3 separate regions of the Rattus norvegicus genome follow, and all the other regions are linked to region 2. The links are chromatin contacts, called in public Hi-C maps. All regions are on one chromosome and are shown on one strand. The core of a region is the stretch at or near the end of the contact, and the rest is flanking DNA. Distances in the headings are between cores, read along the strand shown.

Region 1 (3,862 bases), core at 169-2,668, 130 kb before region 2:
GATGACCGTCATGCCCGGAGATCAGATACTAATCATGTCCCTGGAAGACATTGCAAAAGAATATGGCCAGCCTTCTGAAACCAGGTGCCATATTCTGGAAGCAGGCAGGGAGCCTCAGAAAGGTTGTATCTACACAACCCCATTGTCAGTCTCCCTGGACTCCAGGGTCTGAGTTAGGCTGCTCATGTGAAAGGAAGAAGAAATACGAATGGCCATAAAAGTCACAGCGTGGCCCGTAGAAGAGCAGGAGGCCGGCTTCACCATCCTGGTGAGTGACGTGGTTATCACACAAGCATATCTAGAGGTGAGTGTGGCCATCAAAACCTGGGCTTGTAATCTGAGGCAGGACTTTGAGCATAGTCCTGATGATAGGCAGAGGGTTCCTCCTCTTCTCCCACCTTCCCTCTGAAAAGCTCACGTCCCTAACCATTCCTAGTCTTTGGCTTTCTTCCCTCTGCTGCAGGGGCACACAATGGCTTTCATCTTTGCTTTCCCTCCTGTCAGCAGACGTTTCTATTTCCTCACTCCCCTTTTCCATAGTGCTCTATCTGGAGCCATGCGTGACAGGAAGCCTGAGGTAAGAAGCAGAACGGACATCTGAGGAGCAGAGAGGAGGCAAACCTGAATGGAAGGAAAGAGATGCTCAAAGCAGATGAGCCTCACAGGGTTTCTGGGGAAAGGTGTAATACATAGTGTGGGGCAGACAACAAAGGACCATCCTGTCAACGGCCTCCATGCTGTTTGGTTAAATGCAAGAGTTTGAGGCGCGTGTGCACATCACAAATTCAATCTTCCCCAAATTTCCAAGATGAGCCCAGCTTCTGCCACATCAACCCCACACGTCGATTTCTGCGCTTTTCTGCTTTAGAATATTCTGTTCCCCCTCAAAGGAGGGTTGCTTAATTGTCTCTCATTTTCAATCTATATTAAGATTTGTTGTTTGATTCATTTTATCCCAACTATCTTCACCTTCCCATATATAATATATATATATAAATTTTTATTTACTTATTTTTTTTACAACACTGTGCATATTTTTAATTCCCTCTTGCATGTCGCTATGGAAGCAAGCACAGTTTCTCTCTCTCTCTCTCTCTCTCTCTCTCTCTCTCTCTCTCTCTCTCTCTCCCTCTCTCCTCGTAAATCTCCGCTTCCTCTGCACTCCTACAGAGGAGAACCATGAATGCTTCCCCTTGTAGTTCTGAACTCTCTCTCAGGCATGAGCCCTGTACATTATCACAACCCTGAACTCCTTGCAAATTACTTCCCTCCTTTTGACTGAAAGATAAATGAAAAGAGCCTTAGAAAACCGAGGCCGGCTTTTCCAGGGGGTGGCATGGACATTTCATACAATAAAACTTGAAGGCAGGAGAGGTCGTGCCACCCTGGCCACTGCTGCCTACACAAACCAGTCACCATTTTTATCAAGCTTTTCCATAACTGTGGCTTACTTGGGGGCACATTCTTGCCCTTTTGGAGGTGAAGGGAAGGATCAAGTTAAAAACCATAAAAAATCCTGAAGTTTCAGTTTTCATTCTTAGGATTATTGGAGTTTGAAATAATGAGTTCCAAAATTAAGGGTGCAAATGCTTCGAAACCAAAACCTTACTAAAATATGGGAAAAGAGAAGGGGCTTCATCTCCTGTTTCAGGAACTGGCTCTCTGGTGTTGCCTCTCCCTCTCTCTCTCTCTCTCTCTCTCTCTCTCTCTCTCTCTCTACCTCCCCTCCCCCTCCCTTGGAAGTTTATCATTTTACATTCCTGCATATCTAGGAAAAACAAAGCCACTCATCTGAGGGTAAGAGCATAAGATAGGAAATGGGGGATGGCAGAATGGTTTCAAGAAGTAGCCATGAGTTCAAAGTGTGATCAGATCTTTTATAAAACTTGCGCTCTCTCTCTCTCTCTCTCTCTCTCTCTCTCTCTCTCTCTCTCTCTCTCATATATTTTTCTACAAATATATTTTTCTACAAATATATTTTTCTACAAATTACATATATATATATATATATATATATATATATATATTTCTTTTTAGAACTCCATGGAAAGCTTTTCTAGGAGAGGGATTATATAGAAAAAATATTTAGGAGGAAAAAAAAACCCTGACCAGACAAATGAACAAAGCTCTAGCTTTAGGAATTGCCTCACTGGGGGTGGGGGATCTAAGATACAGAAACATGCTGAAAAAAACATAACTGGTACCTTTTAGTTCTTAGTTTATCGATTCCACCTAAAAGCACATCGATTTGAAAGGAAGCCTACCTTTTCCCTTGATTAACCCCACCTTCATTCAGAATGCAGTGAGTCCTGCCCTAGAATGAGACCTTTTAGTTTTCAAAAAAAAAAAGTTTTTTTTTTTGCTTCATCTGGGAGACTTATCAGCTAATCAAAGAAGCATAACAAGATGTGGACCAGACGCAAGGAATTGAGGTCACTTAGCATGTCCTTTCCGTGTGCATCTTTGTTTACCACATGACGTCCTGCAAATCCCTGAGAAGTGAGTCACTGTAGGCAAATGCCGTTAAGATGCTGAGTGGTCCCAGTACCAGGAGGAGAGCATGTGTCTGGAGAGGTGAGAGGCGGTTTGGGGAGGTCTTAGCAGGACTCTGCATCCTCATCTGTTTCATCTGGGGGAAATGAGCATCTTTCCTTACTGATGAAAATCAACTCCACTTAGAAATCAAGACAACCATTTGCCAGCCAAACAACGCAGGCACCTTGAGATATTTAAGGAAACAAACTCCCAGTCAACATGGTGATCTTAACAGTCTCCTCCAATACTCTTAGAACTGTGTCAGATTCTGTCCGTCACTAGAGATAAAAAATGAAACCCAAGTCTCCGTCCAGCAGCTTCGCTTGTTTGTAACCTGTATGGACACAAACACTGAGCACACGTACAGACGTCTGACTTCCAAGTTCTAAGAGTAGGTGCCTCTGAATCACTAGGAGAAATGTTACAGGCAGGCCTGCCTTAATAGACATGAAATAATCTTTGTACAGTTCAAGGGTCTGTGGTCCACTTGTATAAAAACAATAAATACTGAAGCCTCCTTGAATCACTATCGAATTGTTTTAAAGGTTCTGTGTGTTCTCGTTGGGGATTTAACAGGATGGGTAATCAGCTTAACTGGAGACCATGGAAGTCACAGTATAGTGAAGATGGAGGGCTGGGGAGTGTTTGGACACTCACTCCTGGTACAGGCAGCAGTGGGATGATGTATTGCATGGCCTATCCTAAAGCACTGTTCACCGCCAGTACCTACAAGCCTCAAGACTTCAGCCATATCACAGTCAGTTTGGCGTTTGTCTTCCTTCTTTGTTCACGCTCCTGTACCGTATCTGCAGTGTTTACAGTACCGCAATGCTGCCTGGGTAGGGATGTCACGCTCGTGTGCTCATAAGCGAAGGCAGTATTTTTCAAGCCGTGAAGTTGTCACCTTGGTTCAGACTAGGTTTGTAGGCTGAGTCGTAGGACCCTTCTTCCAGGTGACTCACTGCCAGGCACACTGCTGACAGGATGTGTAATTTTTCCTATTTTTTTTTAAAATCTTATGTCTATGGGTGTTTGACCTGCATGTACATCTGCGTGCCATGTGTGCGCAGAAAGGCAGTAGGATTCCCTGTGGCTGAAGTCGCTACCTTGTGTGTGTTAGGAACTGAACCCAGGTCCTCTGGAAGTGCAGCCAGTGCTCTTAACCAGAGTCATCCCTCCAGCCTTGTGTATATATTTTAACAATGGAGTTCAAATACAGTTCACAAGACACCTACGACTTGAGCTCCGGGAGCAGATGTGCCTTCTTACTATATAATTTATGTTGCATCTTCAATATTAACCTCCCCCCAGGCCTTAGCTATTTCCG
Region 2 (3,949 bases), core at 312-2,811:
TGATGGCTCCTGAGCACATCTTGAGGAAACCTTCATCAAGCTGTTGGACGGGTCATTACGGAATATGCTTAATAAATGCCTCCATGCCAAGCATTGCTGTATGTAATGTCTGAGTATGTAATTTAGAAATTGTAATTTTTTTTACTCATCTGAAAAAAATTTTTAGCCTCGTTGTATCCCACCAACCCAAAGAGTGAGTGTGTGTGTGTGTGTGTGTGTGTGTGTGTGTGTGTGCTGTTTTTGTTGTTGCTGCTGTTACAAACCATAGAATCCATGGTGAGGTTATCAAGACTTGCTAGGAACTCAGCAACGTATTGGAAGACTGAGGGAAGAGGGAGGCTGAGGCCAGGTTTTAGGAACCCAGCCCAGATCATAGGTAGAGTAGCCTGAGGATGCTGGCACCAAATACAAGCTTCATGTGGACATGTTTGCTTTGAGCTTCAAGGAAGAAGGGCTGGAAAGTTCTGCCAAAGGAAGGAGAGGCTTAAAGTGACAAGCAGAGAAAATGCACTGCAAATGTTTCCAGAATGGCAGCTTCTACTCTATGTCTGGAAGTCTATTATTCTATCCAGAAAGTCTAGACCCACAGACCTAGTCTTCAAGACAGTCATGGCCAAGGGGCTGGGATCACAGCAAGACAATGAAGTAAAGTTCTCCTTCATTATGTGTGGAGACAATGTATTTCCAAAGCTCTAAGAGATGTCTTTTAGCATGTTTTACTATAACCCCACAGCAAGTATTCCAGGGAGCTCTGCCCTGGTTCCAGGAAGTTTGATTGTGAGCTCCCGGGGAGACACAAAGTAGAGGGTAGTACGTGCTACATCTGCTCTGGGTCTAGAAGGGATGGCACTCTTCCTTTCCCAGGACCTATTCTTGCCCTGCCCTATGATTCTGCTTCATAGCATCACACAAGTTTTTTGAGGTGCCCCAGACAGGTCCTGGAGAAGAAGGGAAGGTCTTCCATGTTTCCCATTGAGGAAATCAATAAAATGGAGTTTGCTGCATCACAGGTGGGCTAGACAGCACAGGCATCAAGAGCTGGGTTGTCAAGCACGATATCTAACAGTTAGAACTACACGTTTCCAGAGGGCAGAAAGCCTTGCCTTCAATAGTCTGAGTCATCCATGCTCTGGTGGCAGATGGCTTCACATCCACACCTATACAAATGGCCCTGGTTAAACCCAGTGGGTCATCAAAGCAAAACAAGACATAAAAGTAAACAAATGTGAAAGTGTATCGGGACGTGGGATGACGGTCAGGAGTAAGGGGAAGACATGAAATGTGGCAGGAAGCCTAAGCAGGATGTAGCATATAAATGTCTGGAAATTATATCAATTTTTTTAAGGTGAAGAAGAGGTTGAGGAAGACATTTTGATGCCATCCTCTGGCCTGCACATGCACTTGAACAGATGCACACACCTCATACACACAAGAAAACAAAACGTAGCAAACTGTTACACAATTACTCCTAAAGGAACTTAGGAGTCCTGTGGTTGAGAAAAGTTGGCTTCCTACCCCACATGCATGCACTCCACCAGCCAGATGCCAGACGCCATCTGCTGGGCCCGAGTTATATCGCTCTGGAGTTAAACACCGTGGAGGCCACAGAGCCACACTCCATTAGGGAAGTGTGCCCTGCTGATGCAGATCCTAAGGCCCCAGCAAGTCTATGAACACGTCCCTAACGGTTCACAGGTCAACTTACCAAGTTAGCTACCTTATGGGAATGAGAAAGATGAAGGAATGTCTCGTGTATCTCAAAATCGCCACCATTCATTTCAAGTTCATAGCCACAAAGACACTTCTATTTTCTCAGGCGTTTCAACGTTTTGATACGGGGAGAAAATGTTGCTTCTAGAAACATAAACGAGTCTAATTCCAATTGATTTGATTTTTACACCACATTCTCGTAAAGAATGTAAACTCTCATCCGGGAATCATGCCTCAGGTTCTGTGCCAGCCTTACATCCTCCAGGTTCCAGTCTTGGTTCACCATGGGCAGGTATAGTCCTAGATTTCCCCAATGCCTGTGGTGGCAGAGAACAGATAACTGCAGTCTACACCTTTCCCAAAGAAAACATTATTAAATTATCTTGCTGAAAATCAAGTTTGTTTTTTCTATGGCCTAAATATCATATTGTTTTCCATCACGTTCAGTTTGTTGTTGTTGTTGAGGTTTTGTTTTGTTTTGTGTTGTTTTGTTTTAAACAAAAGAAGGTCTTTCCCCGTTGCCATGGTGTCAGGACCCTGGAAAAACACTCGGTAGTGACAGTCCCTAATCTCCAGGTTTGTTCCGAGTCCATGTTGGATCCATTTGTAAAGTAAGTAGCAAAACAAACAAGGCAGATACCCTCACGTGTTAGGAGATGCTTAGTTAACATGGGCACCGTTTGCAAACTGAAGTAATAAGTATGTATTATAAATGCCAAAAGACCAACATTAAGTTTTCATGACTCTTCCAGCAAGCTTTACAGCTTATGTAAGCAAAGACCACCAACCCGAAAGGGGGGTGGGGCGATGAGGCAACAGGACGAGCTGTTGATTCATGAAACAATCGGTTCACAATCTGCCGTGATCATCGCTTGCCTCTTCAGAGAGGTTGGAAAGCTTTGGAAAGGCGCATGGATATTGTCCAGTCTTCCGGCCTTTGTTGTGACCTCTGGTCAGCTTCTGTGTCCTGTCTCCAACATGGGGCCAGGCTAATGGCCAAGGCACAGATTCCAACTTGGTTTGTTTGTCTTGTTCTGTTTTGATTTTTTTCCTTGCTCATCTGTTTGTGATAATGTCTTCACTGTTTGTTTGTGATATGCTAGTCTAGTCTGGATCTCATTGTGAAGCTCAGGCTGACCTTGAACCTGTGTGACCATCCACCTGCCTCAGTCTCCTAGGCCCTAGGATTACAGGCGTGAGCCAATATGAAGCATTTGAGATTTCTAGTTCTTGGGTCAGGTTTTTTGTTTGTTTGTTTGTTTTGTTTTTTTGTTTTTTGTTTTTAGTGGGTTTTTTGTTTTTTTGTTTTTTGTTTTGTTTGTTTGTTTGTTTACCATTTGGTCTCACGTGTAGACAGGCAGTAACGGGTGGATACCCTGAAAGCCACACATCAGCTAGTACTCATAAACGTCCGAGTTTTAGCCAAAGGCACGGAGATACCCTAGCTGACTTACTTTTCCAAGCTTCGGTTTCTCACCTTAGCATCTGTACTCCCTAGGCTCCCAACCACCTCCAGACTGAGTGACCGGGTGGAAAACAGGAGGCCTAGGAACCCTTTCCTCACAGTGCTCCAGTAGCAGTACTCAGTCTTCCCTGTACATGGAATCCCATGCAGCTTCTTGAAAACTCGAGTTCCTGGGCTACAGAGGTGCCTCAGCCATTTTGCACACAACAGCGATCTTCCCAGGACTCCAGTTTGGTTCCCGGCCCACACTTCCCGCAGCTCATAACTGCCTGTAACTCGGGCACTCCCAAGAACACACATCCCGCACTCACGATTTAAAGTAAGTTGTTTTCTTTGTATGTCCTGACTCCTGGGAGGCTGGTCTTGCTGTGAACTTTTGAAAAAGGTTGTAAAGATGACGGTCGTGACTCTGGTTTACCGAGCACTCGCTCTTTGCCAAGCAGTGTTGCGCATGGCGCATGCTCACCCCCAGCAGTTCTAGAGGGCCATCTTTACTTTGCAGGGGAGGAGACCCAGGCACCGAGAGAGTTATAAAAAAAGCTAAAACAATGCAATCTCATGCTGAGAATAGCATCAACCCACAAAGAGTTCCTATTTCTGAGTGCGTGGAAACCAAACACTAGTGTCACCGATCTAAAAATGCACGGGGCCCAGTGGTGAAGACTGAGGAATAATTTTCCAAAAAATGGTGTTTGGAATGTGGTTTTGTCACCAAACACAGAAGAGATATCTCACTAGTAGGCAGAGATCTACCACTTATACTCCATCTTTGTT
Region 3 (3,723 bases), core at 883-3,382, 230 kb before region 2:
TGCCAGAGAGGAAACAGAGAGAAGGAGTTTTGAAAAATGACCTCATACATGTTTCCTCTGAATGTTATCAGCACTGTAGGCAACTTCTGAAGGTTCATAATACCTTAAACTCTAGTTACCCAAACCCATAAACAAACCGTCTCTTTGTTACTCTTGGAGGGAGAGGGAAGACTCCTTTGATATGGAAAGAGAAAGAAGGAAGGAGTCACCTCCAGGGAAAACAAGCTGTAAATTCTTGGGGACAAATGGTAAGGAGTTAATCATAGGTCCTGGGCCTTGGTCTTCCAAGGCTTCATCAAGTCAGAAGTTAGCAATTCACACCATCCATAGAGAAAATAAAACCACTCTCTTCCCTTTAAGCATGGGAACTCCTTACTCACCCATTTCCTGGGTCTGCCTCTTGGCCGTTTTTCTCCAATGGTCTCTGCTTTCTGCAAAACAGGGGGGAGAAAAAAAGGAACCATGTAGTCTCCTGCCTGGCAGTATTTGCAAGCGCTGAACAGAGGAATACTTTTCCAGTTAGAATGTTCTGGACTGAAGATGAGGTATCAAGAATGTGTCTTTTCGTCTTTTGTGATCTTCAGCGGCTGCTGCTTCTTCACTATTTGCTGCTATAAAGAGGTATCTATGCAACCCCTCACCATGAAAGACTCCTGTGGAGTGACCCCCTCAGAAATTCATGAAGATGCTTTTGTTAAATCCATTTCGCCTTTGTTTCTGATTGTACAAAGGAAATATTCCCACATCCTGTAATTTATGCAAATTAACATTTTACAGAATGAATGTTCCTTCAGTGGTCAAGACTCTCCTTTTGAAACCAGTTAGAAAAATTAATGCTGACATGTTCATTTTAAACCATCCAGCAGTTCTCTCTGCATTCTACGGAAAGCAAATCCATACTTCGTCTTAGCCAAAGGGTCAAGAAGCGATGGGAAGCAAGTCTGAGTGTAGGAAATAATTTATAAATGCTTTAATATGAAACAATAAATAGCCGACAACTTCTGAATGATTAATTTCCTGTCCTATGCTCTCAACCACCTGTCAATCATTCAGCTTAAAGTAGGAAGAGTAATGGAGGGAGGGAGAGAGAGAGAGAGAGAGAGGATGAAAAAAACACCAACGAAAAGCACTGATATGTGTCAGAGATTTAAACCATGGCTGCAGAAAAATAACGAATTAAAGATTGGCATTATTAACAATAATCCCACACTCAACATGAATTTGACACGAATCCACTTCCTCTTAAGTTTGCTTCATGACTAAACTGCATAGATTTTTTCTGATATTAGTTATTTATTTCTACTTTATTCCAATATTAACATTCATAAAGTAACTAGTCTTAGTCACCCTCATTCCATTCCCCAAGCACATCAATACAACCAGACACACACACACACACGCACACACACGCACACACACACACACACACACACACACACACACACACACACGCACACACCATCTACCTTCTATAAGAAGCACAGGTTTATACTTTTCTGAAGAAAGAGCGGAGAACACACTGTTGTATAAAAGAAACATCCCAAGACCCCCTCAACGCAAACGCAATGGAGGCAGACTGAATCAGGACAACTTGTTTTGCAATTTAGTTTTGCTACCTGAGTGAAGAGCTAGTGGATCTTGATACAGTGATACTAAAATGTGATATTAAGAGCCTTGTGGTGACAAATGAAACCTTCCTTCCCCTTCAACTTACCAAATAAAAATAGATGAATACAAATGATGAGAGAGAGAGAAGAGGGGACGGAGGGGGGGAGGGGGGATGAGGGGAGGGAGAGGGAGAGGGAGAGGGAGAGGGAGAGGGAGAGAGAGAGAGAGAGAGAGAGAGAGAATCTGCATATAGGTAGCTGGCATAGGTATCTAGCCACAGGTTAATCCAGATTCATCATTAGCACAAGCTTTATATGATTATAGCATCATCTCTGATTTAATTAAGCATTTAAAGTACTCTGGCTTAAGTTAGGTACATGTGTTACTTTAATCCTTATAGCAGCCTTGTAGCAGCAACATCATGACTTCACTTTGCAGATGCGCAACTAAACCCTTAGATATGTTAGGTCATACACAACGGCCAGTGAGTGATGGCCCTGAAATTTGAACCCAGCTGTCTGACTCTCAAGACTGCTACTACCCTCCTCCCAGTGCTTGAGAGGGCTCTGTTACCAGAGCCACTGACTTAGCTTATTTCTGAAAGCTAACAGAAATTTCAGTACTTTTAGGATCTTTAGCTAACTATAAGATTTGAGGTTGCTAATTGCTTCTGGCTTTGTTCAGGGTCAACCAAGGATGCCTCAGTTAGAGCACTGTCTCCCCTTTAGTCATGAGAGCATGGATTTTTAAGGTCAGTGAAAGCTGGGGACACCCAGAAAACCACAATCTTCCCAAATTGTCCCCTGCATGGATGAAGGTTCGCACTTTATAAAACTTAGGTCCAAAACCTTTCTCTGACATCCTAACTTTATGACCTGTCCCTAAAAACCTTAATTGGATTTCCTCAGCAAAGTACAGGTAACTTTAGCTTTGAGGGGTACATCAAGGTACCTGGAAGTGCCTACCCCAAACAAGATGCTCAATGTCTTTTCATAGCTATCAGAGAGAAGATTTAAGGCAAAGGTTTCCTTCAAGTTGGTCCAATCCCACAAGCAGTCAAAACAAGGCAAAATGATTCCAGTATACCTGACTTGTCTCCTCTAGAAGAAAACTTTGAAGAAATGCCTGACTGTATGCAGGGACTTGTAAAGGCTCACAGTCCTCTGGGAGAGAGCCTCATTTGAGCTCATCTTTGGAAGCAGCTTAGAGTTCATAGTTTACCCAGGAGTGAATTACAGGAACATGAAACACAGGAAGCCTTTCTCATGGGAACTGGGTGGTCCATGGAATGGAGGAAGACTGCTATTAACCTTAAAGGTAACGGGGCTTTATCAGGTATTTCTGTTTAATTCTTACATCCTAGGGGCTAGTGATGTGACCTAGCTGTATCTGAAATCTACTCAAGGAGTTTTTTAAAAAAGGATATCCCTACATTTTAAACTCCAAGAAAACAGATCTCTCAAAGAAAGAGGGGGGAGAGGGAGCCTGGCAAATAAGATAAGTTTTAAACCATTGTCCCATTTACAAAAAAGCCCATTGAGAAATAAAATTCTTACCATTAACGCAAGGGCGCAAGATCACGATTATCGTTCTGACTTGTTAAAAGTAAGCTTGCTCCCCTGGTCTTAGAGGCTGGTGTCCCATGTAACCTGAAACCCTCTTCAGAGATGACATCTAGGAGAAACATGCCACTGCTCTGTGTGGCCCCGATCTGGGAGGCTTGCTTGTTCTTTAAAACCCACATTACAGAAACATTCTGATCCAACTCCACAAAGGCTGCAAAACAAGCTGGGGGTTTTAGTTTGTAAACCAGATTAGCTCCAGGCTTTTCAGATACTGGGAAATTGTGCCTTTAGCAGGCTTGTGTATGTGTCTTTAATGCTCACTGGGACACTCTCTTTCAAAGAAGGCAAACAAAACACGGAGGGCACTTGTTTTAAAGCATCAGCAACATATACAATACTGTAAAGGCAAACGTTTGCCTTGCTTTCTCTGGGATAGATTTTGGTTCTGTACTACACACACACACACACACACACACACACACACATAATTGAGACATAACTAGTTCTAAGTGTTTTCTGCTGTTATAGAGGGAAAGAGAGAGAGAACCAG

Evidence for each region. A called contact is a pair of places that touch in the nucleus more often than the background predicts.
Region 1: a Hi-C map of the A7r5 cell line shows a contact between it and region 2, with 4 times the contacts expected there. The contact joins two enhancer-like sites. A contact is called at or near these places in 4 of 12 Hi-C or Micro-C datasets (the A7r5 cell line, Schwann cells, kidney and 1 more).
Region 3: a contact with region 2 is called in a Hi-C map of the A7r5 cell line, with 4 times the contacts expected there. The contact joins two enhancer-like sites. A contact is called at or near these places in 3 of 12 Hi-C or Micro-C datasets (the A7r5 cell line, the Rat2 cell line and Schwann cells).

Annotation. Positions count from the first base shown.
Region 1 is chr7:57,969,708-57,973,569 of GRCr8, forward strand. The region is part of intron 1 of LOC108351467 (a long non-coding RNA gene); the gene reads right to left. Among named protein-coding and RNA genes, the nearest start is that of Hmga2, 91 kb to the left of the region's middle. Within about 2 kb of position 1,419, at least 2 of the 93 cell types and tissues checked have an H3K27ac peak or open chromatin away from gene starts, as enhancers often do. A contact at or near this core is called in the A7r5 cell line, where this site is marked.
Region 2 is chr7:58,099,165-58,103,113 of GRCr8, forward strand. No RefSeq gene overlaps it. Among named protein-coding and RNA genes, the nearest start is that of Msrb3, 210 kb to the right of the region's middle. Within about 2 kb of position 1,562, at least 4 of the 93 cell types and tissues checked have an H3K27ac peak or open chromatin away from gene starts, as enhancers often do. A contact at or near this core is called in the A7r5 cell line, where this site is marked.
Region 3 is chr7:57,866,434-57,870,156 of GRCr8, forward strand. Hmga2 (high mobility group AT-hook 2) reads right to left here. Exons shown (of 5, transcript NM_032070.2): 3 at 381-431. It overlaps LOC120093614 (a long non-coding RNA gene), which reads left to right. Exons shown (of 3, transcript XR_005487003.2): 2 at 443-621. Among named protein-coding and RNA genes, the nearest start is that of Hmga2, 12 kb to the right of the region's middle. Within about 2 kb of position 2,133, at least 1 of the 93 cell types and tissues checked has an H3K27ac peak or open chromatin away from gene starts, as enhancers often do. A contact at or near this core is called in the A7r5 cell line, where this site is marked.